Linked DNA regions of Mus musculus: regions 2, 3 and 4 are each linked to region 1. A link is a contact called in public HiChIP or PLAC-seq, Micro-C and promoter capture Hi-C data. All regions are on one chromosome and are shown on one strand. The core of a region is the stretch at or near the end of the contact, and the rest is flanking DNA. Distances in the headings are between cores, read along the strand shown.

Evidence for each region. Promoter capture Hi-C pulls out the DNA fragments that hold promoters and counts their contacts. A called contact is a pair of places that touch in the nucleus more often than the background predicts. HiChIP or PLAC-seq counts read pairs in DNA pulled down with a chosen protein or histone mark.
Region 2: a promoter capture Hi-C map of embryonic stem cells shows a contact between it and region 1, with 2.7 times the contacts expected there. The contact joins the enhancer-like site here to the promoter of Fezf1 in region 1. A contact is called at or near these places in 5 of 39 promoter capture datasets (embryonic stem cells, hippocampal neurons, liver and 2 more) and 2 of 115 datasets of contacts at active chromatin or transcription factors (embryonic stem cells and stem cell-derived neural progenitor cells).
Region 3: a contact with region 1 is called in a Micro-C map of embryonic stem cells, with 6 times the contacts expected there. The contact joins the promoter of Tmem229a here to the promoter of Fezf1 in region 1. A contact is called at or near these places in 2 of 39 promoter capture datasets (embryonic stem cells and liver), 3 of 484 Hi-C or Micro-C datasets (all in embryonic stem cells) and 1 of 115 datasets of contacts at active chromatin or transcription factors (astrocytes).
Region 4: a contact with region 1 is called in an H3K4me3 HiChIP or PLAC-seq map of embryonic forebrain, with 5 times the contacts expected there. The contact joins the promoter of Ndufa5 here to the promoter of Fezf1 in region 1. A contact is called at or near these places in 4 of 39 promoter capture datasets (cranial neural crest, liver, neural stem cells and 1 more), 2 of 115 datasets of contacts at active chromatin or transcription factors (embryonic forebrain and forebrain) and 1 of 9 other capture datasets (embryonic stem cells).

What each region holds. Positions count from the first base shown.
Region 1 is chr6:23,246,916-23,249,615 of GRCm38.p6, reverse strand. Fezf1 (Fez family zinc finger 1) reads left to right here and starts at 1,352. Exons shown (of 4, transcript NM_028462.1): 1 at 1,352-2,342; 2 at 2,586-2,700. The coding sequence starts at 1,542.
Region 2 is chr6:24,341,305-24,344,004 of GRCm38.p6, reverse strand. It overlaps the pseudogene Gm3136. Among named protein-coding and RNA genes, the nearest start is that of Iqub, 170 kb to the left of the region's middle. Within about 2 kb of position 1,269, at least 8 of the 459 cell types and tissues checked have an H3K27ac peak or open chromatin away from gene starts, as enhancers often do. A contact at or near this core is called in embryonic stem cells, where this site is marked.
Region 3 is chr6:24,954,647-24,957,380 of GRCm38.p6, reverse strand. It overlaps Tmem229a (transmembrane protein 229A), which reads left to right and starts at 1,256. Exons shown (of 1, transcript NM_177013.3): 1 at 1,256-2,734. The coding sequence starts at 1,628.
Region 4 is chr6:24,526,316-24,529,022 of GRCm38.p6, reverse strand. Ndufa5 (NADH:ubiquinone oxidoreductase subunit A5) reads left to right here and starts at 1,333. Exons shown (of 5, transcript NM_026614.3): 1 at 1,333-1,497; 2 at 1,706-1,750. The coding sequence starts at 1,477. Asb15 (ankyrin repeat and SOCS box-containing 15) reads right to left here and starts at 879. Exons shown (of 10, transcript NM_080847.3): 1 at 754-879.

The sequences.
Region 1 (2,700 bases), core at 103-2,602:
GCGCGCCGCTACTCGGGCGGGAGCCGCGGGGACCCGCGCAATGGGAGCCTCAGCGTCCGGCCTTTTCATGGAAAGCTCGCCCAGCTAGCGAATTTGGGCCCCAGGCGTCACACCAGGAGGGCGCTGGGCGCGCGGGGGAGGGTGGGGGGGGGTAGGGGACGCTTAGGGTCTCCAAACGCTCGGGGGGGGGGGGCAGAAATGGTCCGTGACCACCACACTTTGTTCGTCTGCGCGCACAGACACGCGGGGTATCGCGTGCACTGATGAGCCGCACGCAGACGCTGGCAGCCAGGGTAGGGATCGACAGATTGTATTCCCCTTCTCCGCTCCACGTTTAAAACCCTCTGCTCTGGAAGAGCAGTGGGCGCAAGTTCTTTGGAGAAATGCCCTTTCGGGGTTCTCTCTGGAAACTCAAGGAAGCGCGCTCACGCGTGTGTTTGTGTGAGTTCAATCCGCGTCTAGGTCTCTGGCCGTGTGGCTCCCTCTTATTCTTTGCAACTCAACTTTGTGGTGCTGGTGCGTCTTTCCCAGGCCTATTGCCATGGGCATCGCTTTGACAAAACCACAAACGCATAACAAGCCTCCCAAGGCCTTTACATCTCAAGGGCATTTTGGGAGGCCAGTTACCTGCTGGTGTCTTCCAAACGGTCCAGACGCGGCTCGAGCTGCAGCGACTCCTTGATTCAGGGAATGAGCACCACCTCCCGACCTCACCCCCCAGACCCCCTCGAGTCCCGGAGGATGAAAGTGGGCTGCGTAGGAGGAGGCATCGTGGCCCGAACTGAGCTCAGGCAAGCCAAGCACAGAAACCTCGGATTTTGCCGTCAGAGGTTTCCTGGTCAAGGCTTTCTAGAGCCTGGCGTTTGATAAATATAGCCTGGCATTTGCCCCTGAATTAGACTCTGTTTCCTTATTTAGCCCTAGCACAATGATTTTAGATGATGTCACTTAGAGCTAAACGAGAAAATTGATCTCAGATTTGCTTGGCCTCTAAAGCCTGGTTAAGCAGATTGAGAATTAAAAAGACAGAGGAAGCTAGGGGGAGGGGCAGCTGAAGGGTAGAGAAGTGTGTGCGGGCGAGTGCTTGCGCGTCGGGGAGGGCTCTGCGCGTTGCAGAGAGCGCCCCCGCCTCTTCTGGGCGGGGGAAGCTCTCTCACCAATGAAAAGTAGTCACCGACTGCAGAGAGAAAAAAAGTTTTCCTGTTGACTGTTGGAAGCGAATTGAGCAATTATCTAGTTTACCTTCTCCTCTTGGAAGTTAACGATTGGCGAGATCTTGGCTGCGTTATTGACACAACACTTTCTATTGATAGAAATAAGTAGTGATTGTCCCCGAGTCATTGGTGCGCCAAGAACTCTGCGATGGGCTGGCAGGAGTCCATTGGGCTGGGCAGGCAGGTTCGGCTGGTGATGCTGGGGAGGAGGAGGAGGAGGCTGCTGGTGGTGACGGTGCCTGTCCTCTCCGCAGGTCTGTGACAAGCAGGGGACAAGGCAACGATCCCGCGACTCAACCCCGGCTGACCGACGCTGGCGACTCAGTCATGGACAGTAGCTGCCTCAACGCGACCACCAAAATGCTAGCGACTGCTCCAGCTCGGGGCAACGTGATGAGCACATCTAAACCCTTGGCTTTCTCCATCGAACGAATCATGGCGCGCACCCCTGAGCCTAAGGCCCTGCCGGTCCCCCACTTCCTGCAGGGAGCCGTGCCCAAAGGGGACCCCAAGCACTCTCTGCATCTCAACTCGTCGATCCCCTGCATGATCCCTTTCGTCCCCGTGGCGTACGACACGAACTCCAAAGCGGGAGTGAATGGCTCAGAGCCCCGCAAGGCGAGTTTGGAGGTTCCGGCGCCGCCCGCGGTGGCGCCCTCTGCGCCGGCGTTCAGCTGCAGCGACCTGCTCAACTGCGCGCTAAGTCTTAAGGGCGACCTGGCCCGCGACGCATTGCCACTACAGCAGTACAAGCTGGTAAGGCCGCGTGTGGTCAACCACTCTTCGTTTCACGCCATGGGTGCCCTGTGCTACCTGAACCGAGGTGACGGCCCGTGCCACCCGGCTGCGAGCGTGAACATCCACCCGGTGGCCTCCTACTTTCTCAGTTCCCCTTTGCACCCACAGCCCAAAACGTATTTAGCCGAAAGGAATAAACTGGTTGTACCGGCAGTGGAGAAACTCCCTTCGGGAGTAGCTTTCAAAGACCTGTCCCAGGCTCAGCTGCAGCATTACATGAAAGAAAGCGCCCAACTTTTGTCGGAAAAAATCGCTTTCAAAACCTCGGATTTCAGCCGCGGCTCTCCAAATGCCAAGCCCAAAGTTTTCACTTGTGAAGTCTGCGGCAAGGCAAGTCTTATGCCAGGAGTTCCTTCTTCCTTCCTTCCTTCCTTCCTTCCTTCCTTCCTTCCTTCCTTCCTTCCTTCCTTCCTTCCTTCCTTCCTTTCTTCCTTCCTCTCTCCATCCCTCGCTTCTGTTTTAGTATTTGGGGAGTGGAAGTATAAACTTGTTTTGCCCCCTCCCTCCTTTTTATCACTTTGGATCCAATCTGTGCTTCCGTTAACCTGTTTTCCTTTGTGTTTAATTTTTAAGGTCTTTAATGCGCACTATAACTTAACCCGTCACATGCCGGTACACACAGGAGCCAGACCCTTCGTGTGTAAAGTGTGTGGGAAAGGTTTCCGGCAAGCTAGCACCCTTTGCCGGC
Region 2 (2,700 bases), core at 20-2,519, 1.1 Mb before region 1:
ACATTAGTGTCTTCTTGGGGCAGCGTGGCACCCCATTTACTCTGAGAGAACCAGCAGGACCCTGTATTGACTGAGGGTCCTGACCCACAAACACAGACACTTCCGCCTCTTCCCAGTCAGTAATTGAGTCACTCCCCAGGCTCTGCCCAATACTTTGGTAATCTGGCCGTCTCCTCTCAGGAATCATTCCCAGGAAATGTTCTCTTCCTGGCTGATGGATGGCCCTTCAGTCTCTGAGAGGTTCTGCAGCTCCGGGCTGGCCTGGCCTCTGTTGAGAGACTCCTTGCTCTGATAGGACAGGTGTTCTTGGGACAAATCCACATGATCCCATTTATCCTCCGTGGCTTCAGCCTTCCCAACACCGGCATCCGGAAGGAGGTATGCCTGTCCTTGGGAGTAGATTATGGACCACTTGTGCAGTTTCCTGTCCCTCAGCATCTTTTCCAGGTCTTTGCAGCTCTTCACTCCTCTCTCCTTCACTAAGGCCTGCAGCTCTGGTGGCATGTAGATACGAACTGCTCCAACACCAACTGATCCAGAATCTCCTCCTTGCTGTTCAGGTCTGGCCTCAGCTCAGAGATTCTCCTGAGATCCTGGATCGGGTCGGACCCTTCTAAGAGACTGAAACCTCGGAACTTCATGTGCCAAAAATCGGGGGTTGTAGTTTTGCTTTTCTCCAGGTTTAACCTGGGGTATTAGTGATACCGGCTGCCCTGATCTAACAAGGCTATTTGATGGCACATTCATAGCCATATCTGTGGTGAATATTCCTCTTGGTCTAGGACAAGTTTGAAGTGGCTCCAGTCTAAACTGGCCTACCCGTTTTGCCGTAGAGATAGGCTCGATGTTGATCCAGAAGCCTGAAAGCTGGGATTCCGGGTAAGCGTCTCCACAACAGGCTCTTGCGTTCTTCGTCCTCAAGGCTTGGTAAAATTATGCTAATTAAAAATAATGCTGAGCCGGGCGTGGTGGCGCATGCCTTTAATCCCAACACTTGGGAGGCAGAGGCAGGCAGATTTCTGAGTTCGAGACCAGCCTGGTCTACAGAGTGAGTTCCAGGACAGCCAGGGCTATACAGAGAAACCCTGTCTCGAAAAAAAAACAAAAACAAAAAACAAAAAACAAAATAAAACAAAACAAAACAAAACAAAAATAATGCTGAACCTGAGGGTTCTTCTGCTTCCAGCTGTAAGGCCAAGGCAGGAGGGAGTTCCAGGAGTGTGTGGATTAGAGTGCTAGACTTGCTAGTCCTGCCTCCTGTCTCCCCAGATCTCTCTGCAAAGTTCTGCCTGCCTTTGTTAAGCACAGATTATAAATAACTACCTGGGTGGGACCCAGCCCTGAAATTACCATTTCTATCACACCTGTGCCTGGACCTAAATTAGCCTCTGTCCTAGGCTAACCTTGACTCAGGAATCTGAGTCTGCCTTTGTTGGCTTAAACAAAAAATTTAGCTGGGTGTAATCTCCTGTAATCACTACTCCCAAAATCCTCCAGTCTCCTTCCTTAGTATCTCTCTGGACCAGTTGGCTCACAAAAGCACAGCTGCTTTTGTTCCTTTAGATTCATGAACCCCCCTCTATAATTCATATTGCATCCTTAGTTTTGCATAGTTGCGAAATTATACTTGAACTCATGTTTTCAGAGTTTTTCCCCCCTCACAGCTGTCCTGAAGGTTCCGGTGTGGCTAAGATGTAAACCACACCTTAGCCTTCCAGACTCACATTGTCTCTGATTATCATGGATTCATTAACATGAACAGGGAGGACATTCCTCAGAGGGGGAACATAAAATATGTACATTATTATACAAACAAGCCTTATGCCCACAGCAGCCATTGACCCTCATGGAAACCCTTGCCTGTTGGCCCTGTCCTAGGGGCAGGAATCTCCTCATTCCAACCCTGTCAAGGTCAAGTTGGACCTGGCAGGATCCCAGAATAAAGAATGGAGCCACTGTTATGCCCACATATGAAATTGACTCCCATTTTTGTGGTTTCACACAGGACCTCTAAAAGTGCTCTTGCTCAAAACACTCTCTTCCAACTTTGCCCTGTGGTTGTCTGAAATGCACATTGGATTTTACTTTTGTTATTTGTTTCGTCATTAGCTTAGAAGACTTCCTTCCTTCCTTCCTTTCTTCCTTCCTTCCTTTCTTCCTTCCTTTCTTTCTTTCTTTCTTTCTTTCTTTCTTTCTTTCTTTCTTTCTTTCTTTCTTTCTCTCTCTCTCTCCCTCCCTCCCTCCCTCCCTCTCTGTCTGCCTGTCTTTCTTTCTTTCTTTCTTTCTTTCTTTCTTTCTTTCTTTCTCTCTCTCTCTCTCTCTCTCTCTCTCTCCCTCCCTCCCTCCCTCCCTCCCTCCCTCCCTCTCTCTCTCTTCCTCTCTCTCTTTCTTTCTTTCTTTCTTTCTTTCTTTCTTTCTTTCTTTCTTTCTTTCACCAACTCTTGCGTTCTCATCAAACACAGAAGAATATTCTATTTCTTTGAGTCTCCCTATAACACATGTCCTTGTGATGCAGATGTGTGCCAGGTAAGTTTGAATGGAAAGGAAGATGGCCACCTTTGTTTCTAGATATGAAGACTACAGTTCTTGGTAGCATATCTGAGAGACTCACAGGATGGGAAAAGTGAAGCTTTAGTGAAGGTTAAGCAAAATGGGCAAAGGTTAGGGAAGTCTGAGGCATACAGGTTTGCTCTGGTTTTC
Region 3 (2,734 bases), core at 7-2,506, 1.7 Mb before region 1:
GGGGCATAAAAGTATAACTTATTTCTAATATCCCTCCATCCCCTCTACCTGACAGAGGACAGAGAGGGAAGAAGGAGGAGAGAAAAGGGACAGGAAGCCAGGAGGGGGACTAAGGAGTGAATGAGGCCAAGGCCTGAAAGAGCAGGGGATGGGGGAGAAAAAGAAAAAGACAGGAAAAGAAAAAAAGCTCGGCTTTCCTTTACACTCCGTATTTGAAATGACCTAGTTCTGCAAGAACACACACACACACACACACACACACACACACACACACACCACACGCGCGCACACACACACACACACACACACACACACACACCACACACACACACACACACACACACACACACACACACACCCCACACACACACACACACACACACACACCACACACACACACACACACACACACACACACACACACACCCCACCCACACACACACACCACGCGCGCACACACACACACACCACACACACACACCACACACACACACACACACACACACACACACACACCCCACACACACACCACAACACACACACACACACACACACAGCACTAGTCTGCACCAGTTTTAGCAAGCATGCTGTCTTTGGTAGGGGACACCTCTACCCCCACCATCCCACTGTAGCCAGGACACAACTCAGCTACAGCTACACTGGCCTCAAGTCTTTTTGTTTTTTTGTTTTTTGTTTTTTTAAATACTGCTGGGCTTGGCCCTGAGTAAACTAGCCTAGGCAAAGACTGAAAAGGAGGATCAGTCAGGGGGGTTCCGGGCGGGGAAGGGGGGGGAGGGGGTCGGCATTCAGATGCAGGCTGCTCTGAGCAGGAAGGCAGGCTTGGAGTCTCCGGTTAACACGCTGTGACTGGGACACAGCTGGCTTTGCATAAGGACATTAAATATACAGCACCACAGTTTGGGCCCGGGCCCGGCCTCCGGCTAGTGGCACCAGGCCATTTGTCTCCGCCAGCCAAGGCCTGGCCCTGGTTTCCACGATACCGGGAATGCCCCACAGTTAGCCTTCACACCTGTTAGGGGCTTCTCCCCTCCTGCCACCAACCCAGCGGGAACCCCCTGCAGCACTTGCCCAGGGCTGCAGAGATGGCCAAAGGGGACCCGGGCGGCGCTCTTCGCCTTTCGGGGCAGACCCCTGTGAGACCCGGCGCGGGAGGCTGGGCGGGGCGGGGGCCCGGGAAGGCGGGAGAGGTCGAGCCGGGCGGAGAGGGGTATGGGAAGGGCCGGGGGAAGGGCGATCTCCGCTCGCGTAACGCTCCCTGAGCCTGCAGCAGAGGCGGCGGGGCTGAGCCGCGGAGGGGATGGAGCTGCCACCAGCCTCGGCTCTCTTCCCCACAGCCCCGGCATCGCCTCCCCTTGCCCGGCCGCGCCACTCCTTAGGCCGCGCAGGGTGATTCCCGAGCGCGGGTGAGCAACATCTCACCCTGGACTGGAGAAGAGGGCGGGCCAGGACCAAGGCACGAGGACTCCTCGCGTCCCGGGCGACCTGCGAGTCTCCCGAGCGCTGGGAGACCCCGATCCGATCGAAGCTACGTGCGCCCCTCCTCGTCCCCCGGGGCGGGGAATCGGTTCGAGGCTAGGCGGCTGGGCCCCGGGTGCCCGGGTAGCCAATGGCGGGCAGCGATGTGGCGAGTGAGGGGCCATCACCGAGGGACGGCGCGACCCGGAGACCCGGGGCCACCGGCGGACTGCGTAGCCAGGCGGCCGCCAGCTGCCCTGAGCCGCTGTCCGCTGCTGAAGCTCCGGCCGAGCGCGGCGCGCTGCCCGCCTGGATGCGCCTCTACTTCTACGGGATGCACGGCATCACCCTGGACGTGCTGGTATCCTCTGCCAGGCGCTTCGCCCGCAGCCTGGATCTGCGGATGCTGGGTTTCTCTTCACCCTACCGCTGCCTCCTGCACTCGCTCACCCACTTCGCCCTGGAGCAGCTCTACCTGCAGCGGCCGCGCTGCCCCAGCGCCTTCCTCTTCAATTTCCTGCTTTACCCCTCTGCGCACGTCGGGCTGCAGACCCTGGCTGGCCAGGCGCTACGGCTCAGCCTAGGCGGCGGGCCGGGGGGCGCGGCAGCGCCGGCGCTGGGGGCGCTCGACCTGGCGCTGCAGTACGTGCTCGCGCTCTACCACGGCCAAGTGTTCCTGAAGCGCTTCTTGTGTTTGCGGTACCCGCGGCGGCGCGACCAGCACACCAGGGACACGCTACCCGCAGCCCGGGACGCCCAGATCCTTTGGGAGGCTGGTGGCCAGCGACGAGGACCGGGTGGCGCAAGGGGCACAGAACGATCTCCTACCCAGGGACTGCCCGACCTCCTCCGCTTCCTTTTCTTCGGAATGCATGGCTTTCTGGATGAGATCTTCTTCACCTTCTTCTTCAATGTGCTGGGGCAGGGGGACAGGGCCAGCAGTGGCCACACATCCCTCTGGTCTTTCTTCATGTACGGAAGTTGTAGTTTCGTGGTGGAAAAACTCTACTTCCACCTTCACTACAGCCGTGGCTGGGGCACGTGGAAGCGGGTGCCCATCTATGTGATCTTCATCTATGCGTGGGAGTTTTCCTGGGGTCTGGGACTTCGAATGTGCGGGGCCTGTTCCTGGGACTATTCTCACTATCCTCTTAATTTCATGGGCCTCATCACCTTGATGTATTTACCTGGCTGGCTATTTCTTAGTGTGTACCAGGACCTCCTGTCCAACGTGTTGTGGCGGGTGCAGTATGTCCCA
Region 4 (2,707 bases), core at 84-2,583, 1.3 Mb before region 1:
ATGGTATGAGAGAAAATCTCCAAGTGGTTAACTTAATGACTCAAACAGGCCTAGTTAGGTTTTGGAGAGGGGTGTAAACTGTCTGGTTTGGCATTGTTATCACTTCTGGTACAAGCCAGGAATGATAAGTTATGTCCCTTCGGGCAAATGTCCTCACCATTACCTGGGCACCAAGACACTCTCTTTCAGTTGTTTCTCCTAGTTTTGTTTGTTTGTTTGTTTTTGTTGTTGTTTTGTTTTCCTCTGTTGAATCAGAACCCTGGATTTCATTAACTACCTAATTTTGTTAAGATGGAACCTCTCACGATAAAGCCTCTAACCACTGAGAAGCAGAACCACAGGCTCCAGCTCAGGTTGGAGGTTAGAGGGCCTGAAGAGCAAATTCTGTAAGATGTAGTAGGTCGAGAGCTTGGCTCTAGTTCTCCTGCCTCAAACTCCTCTCTGGCATTTTCAAACTTTCCTAAAATCCGCCTTTCCTAGAACTGGGACATTTACTCCTCTGGGTCGGCCATACAGTGCACTTCTACCACCTGCGAACCCAGAACATTCTATTCTTGCAATGTTTGTTAATGCATTCCTAGATCCCCTTCTGATATCACAGATGCCACGGGATGTGTCCCTTTATAGCGAATTCTACTGTCTCTAGCTTAGAATACCACTAGCAAGCTTTCATTCAGTGTGGCCCTCTACAACAGGTTGGTTCAGAAATCTACTTATTTTTGTACCGCATGGAAGCAATCCGTTTTGTAGTACCTCATAGCCTGGATCAGTCAAGTCTGTCTACTCTCGATGTCTTTAGCAAATACTGCCATGCAGACGCTTGAATCCAAAGTTACAAAGAACACATGCATCTTTTATAAAGCCATGATTCCACATTCTAGAACACACTCAACAATGACAGATGTTCTTGGGATCTGGAGGGACAGAGAACAGGGACTATGACCTCATAAACACCCACTGGAACAAAGACTACGACTTCATAACCTTTCATTCATCAGTCTCCTCAAGAGAAAACGGATGCATCAGATGGTTAATTCCACTTTATAATTTCCACTTATGAGTATGCATTCACACACGTGGAGGGAAAGCATTCTTCATGGTGCTCAGGCCTGCTTCCACCCTCATTTCCATAACCTGAGGAAGTCCGGGTAAAATAGCAGTCGAAGGCTGAGCAAAATCAAAGTCCCTGCAGTGACTACGTTGCAAGTTTTTCCGTAGCGTAGCGCTTTTCTTAACCTTTAGTACTCAGAGACGTCAGTCGGTCTCTACTACACCAAAGCCCTGCGTGGAGCCGCTTGTGTGAGCTGCGCAGGCGCAAATCTACCTCTCCTAGGTGGGCGGGAGCTGCCCCTACCCAGCCCGAGCGGTTGGAGCCAAGAGTGTTCTTAGGTGACTCAGGGGCAGCATCGACGCTCGATTGAGCGGGCTTGGGAAAGGTTCCCAGAGGGCTGTGCGCTGGAGGCGCTGGACGCTGTCATGGCGGGCTTGCTGAAAAAGGTGAGCGTGTGGAGGTCACCGTGATGCTGCGAATGGGGACCGTAGGCAGCCGCGTCTCCCTCATCGGTGGGCAGAGACGCTAAGAGGAGGGGTTGGGGGAGTGTTCCGCTGTCCTGGCAGGGGGCGACAGGGTGCGTAGTTGTGTCGGGAGGGTCGGCTAACCAGGGGATTACGGTAAACATCACGGTCCTGTTTTGTCTCTGCACAGACAACTGGCCTGGTGGGGTTGGCGGTGTGCGACACTCCACACGAGGTAAGTGCGACTTTTTGTGTCGTCCTTCTCAAGCAAGACTGTGATCGACCGAACTTGCCCTTGCAAGATTAACGAGACCCCCGTGAGCTCTGGCCTCCGGGGCAGCGCTGAGCTTCGCTGACCCCGTGGCATCCTTTTTGCAATGCCTCCTTTTGCCTTCGCCGTGACCTCTTAATTAAGACGCGTTTCTTCACGGCATTCTCTTAGCGTCAGTGGTGTGGAGTATTCTCAGCTCCCTTCAGAGTCGCATTTTCATTTTCCATCCTTTCCCTACCGACATTTCTGCCTTGCCTTTCGCACACTGGCTGACCCTGTCGTCCTCATGGTTGCCTCCTTCGGTATCCATTGGGGAAACATAAACAACAACCAAGACCAAACAAACCTAAACAAAACCACTGTGATTTATCCCCCCTTTCAGCAATTGCACCATTTCTTTCCTTCCCGTCTACACACATAACTCGAAAGCGTTGTCAGTGCTCACTGTCTCTTACTCCTTGAGTACACTTAAGCGAGGCCCAAACTTTTTTTTTTTAAGGAGTTACCAGTGATGCTAAATTTGCTAGTCAGTTCACATTTCTCGTAATTGTACCGAAAGTGGCATTGAAAATATCCTTACGTTTATTTATTTGTGTGCATGCCAGTGTTTGTCCGTCAGAAAACAACTTTCTGAAGTTGGCTCTCTCCTTGCACCTTGTAGATCCTGGGGATCTTTCAGGTCACGGGGCTGTTGGCAGGCACCTTTGCCCTCTGTGCCCTCACATTGACCCAAGTGAAGCATTTTTGACACTCTTGATAATCTGCATTAAGTACTTTGTTTACTGGATGTCAGAGCTTCGAAGTTTCTTAGTTTGGGATTTTTGTTTGTTTGTTTTATTGTTTATTGTTTCTTTCCCCCTAATTATTTGCCTTTTCCAGTTGTTCCTTCATTTCCCCATGTTGTAGTATTGAAGACCTAGC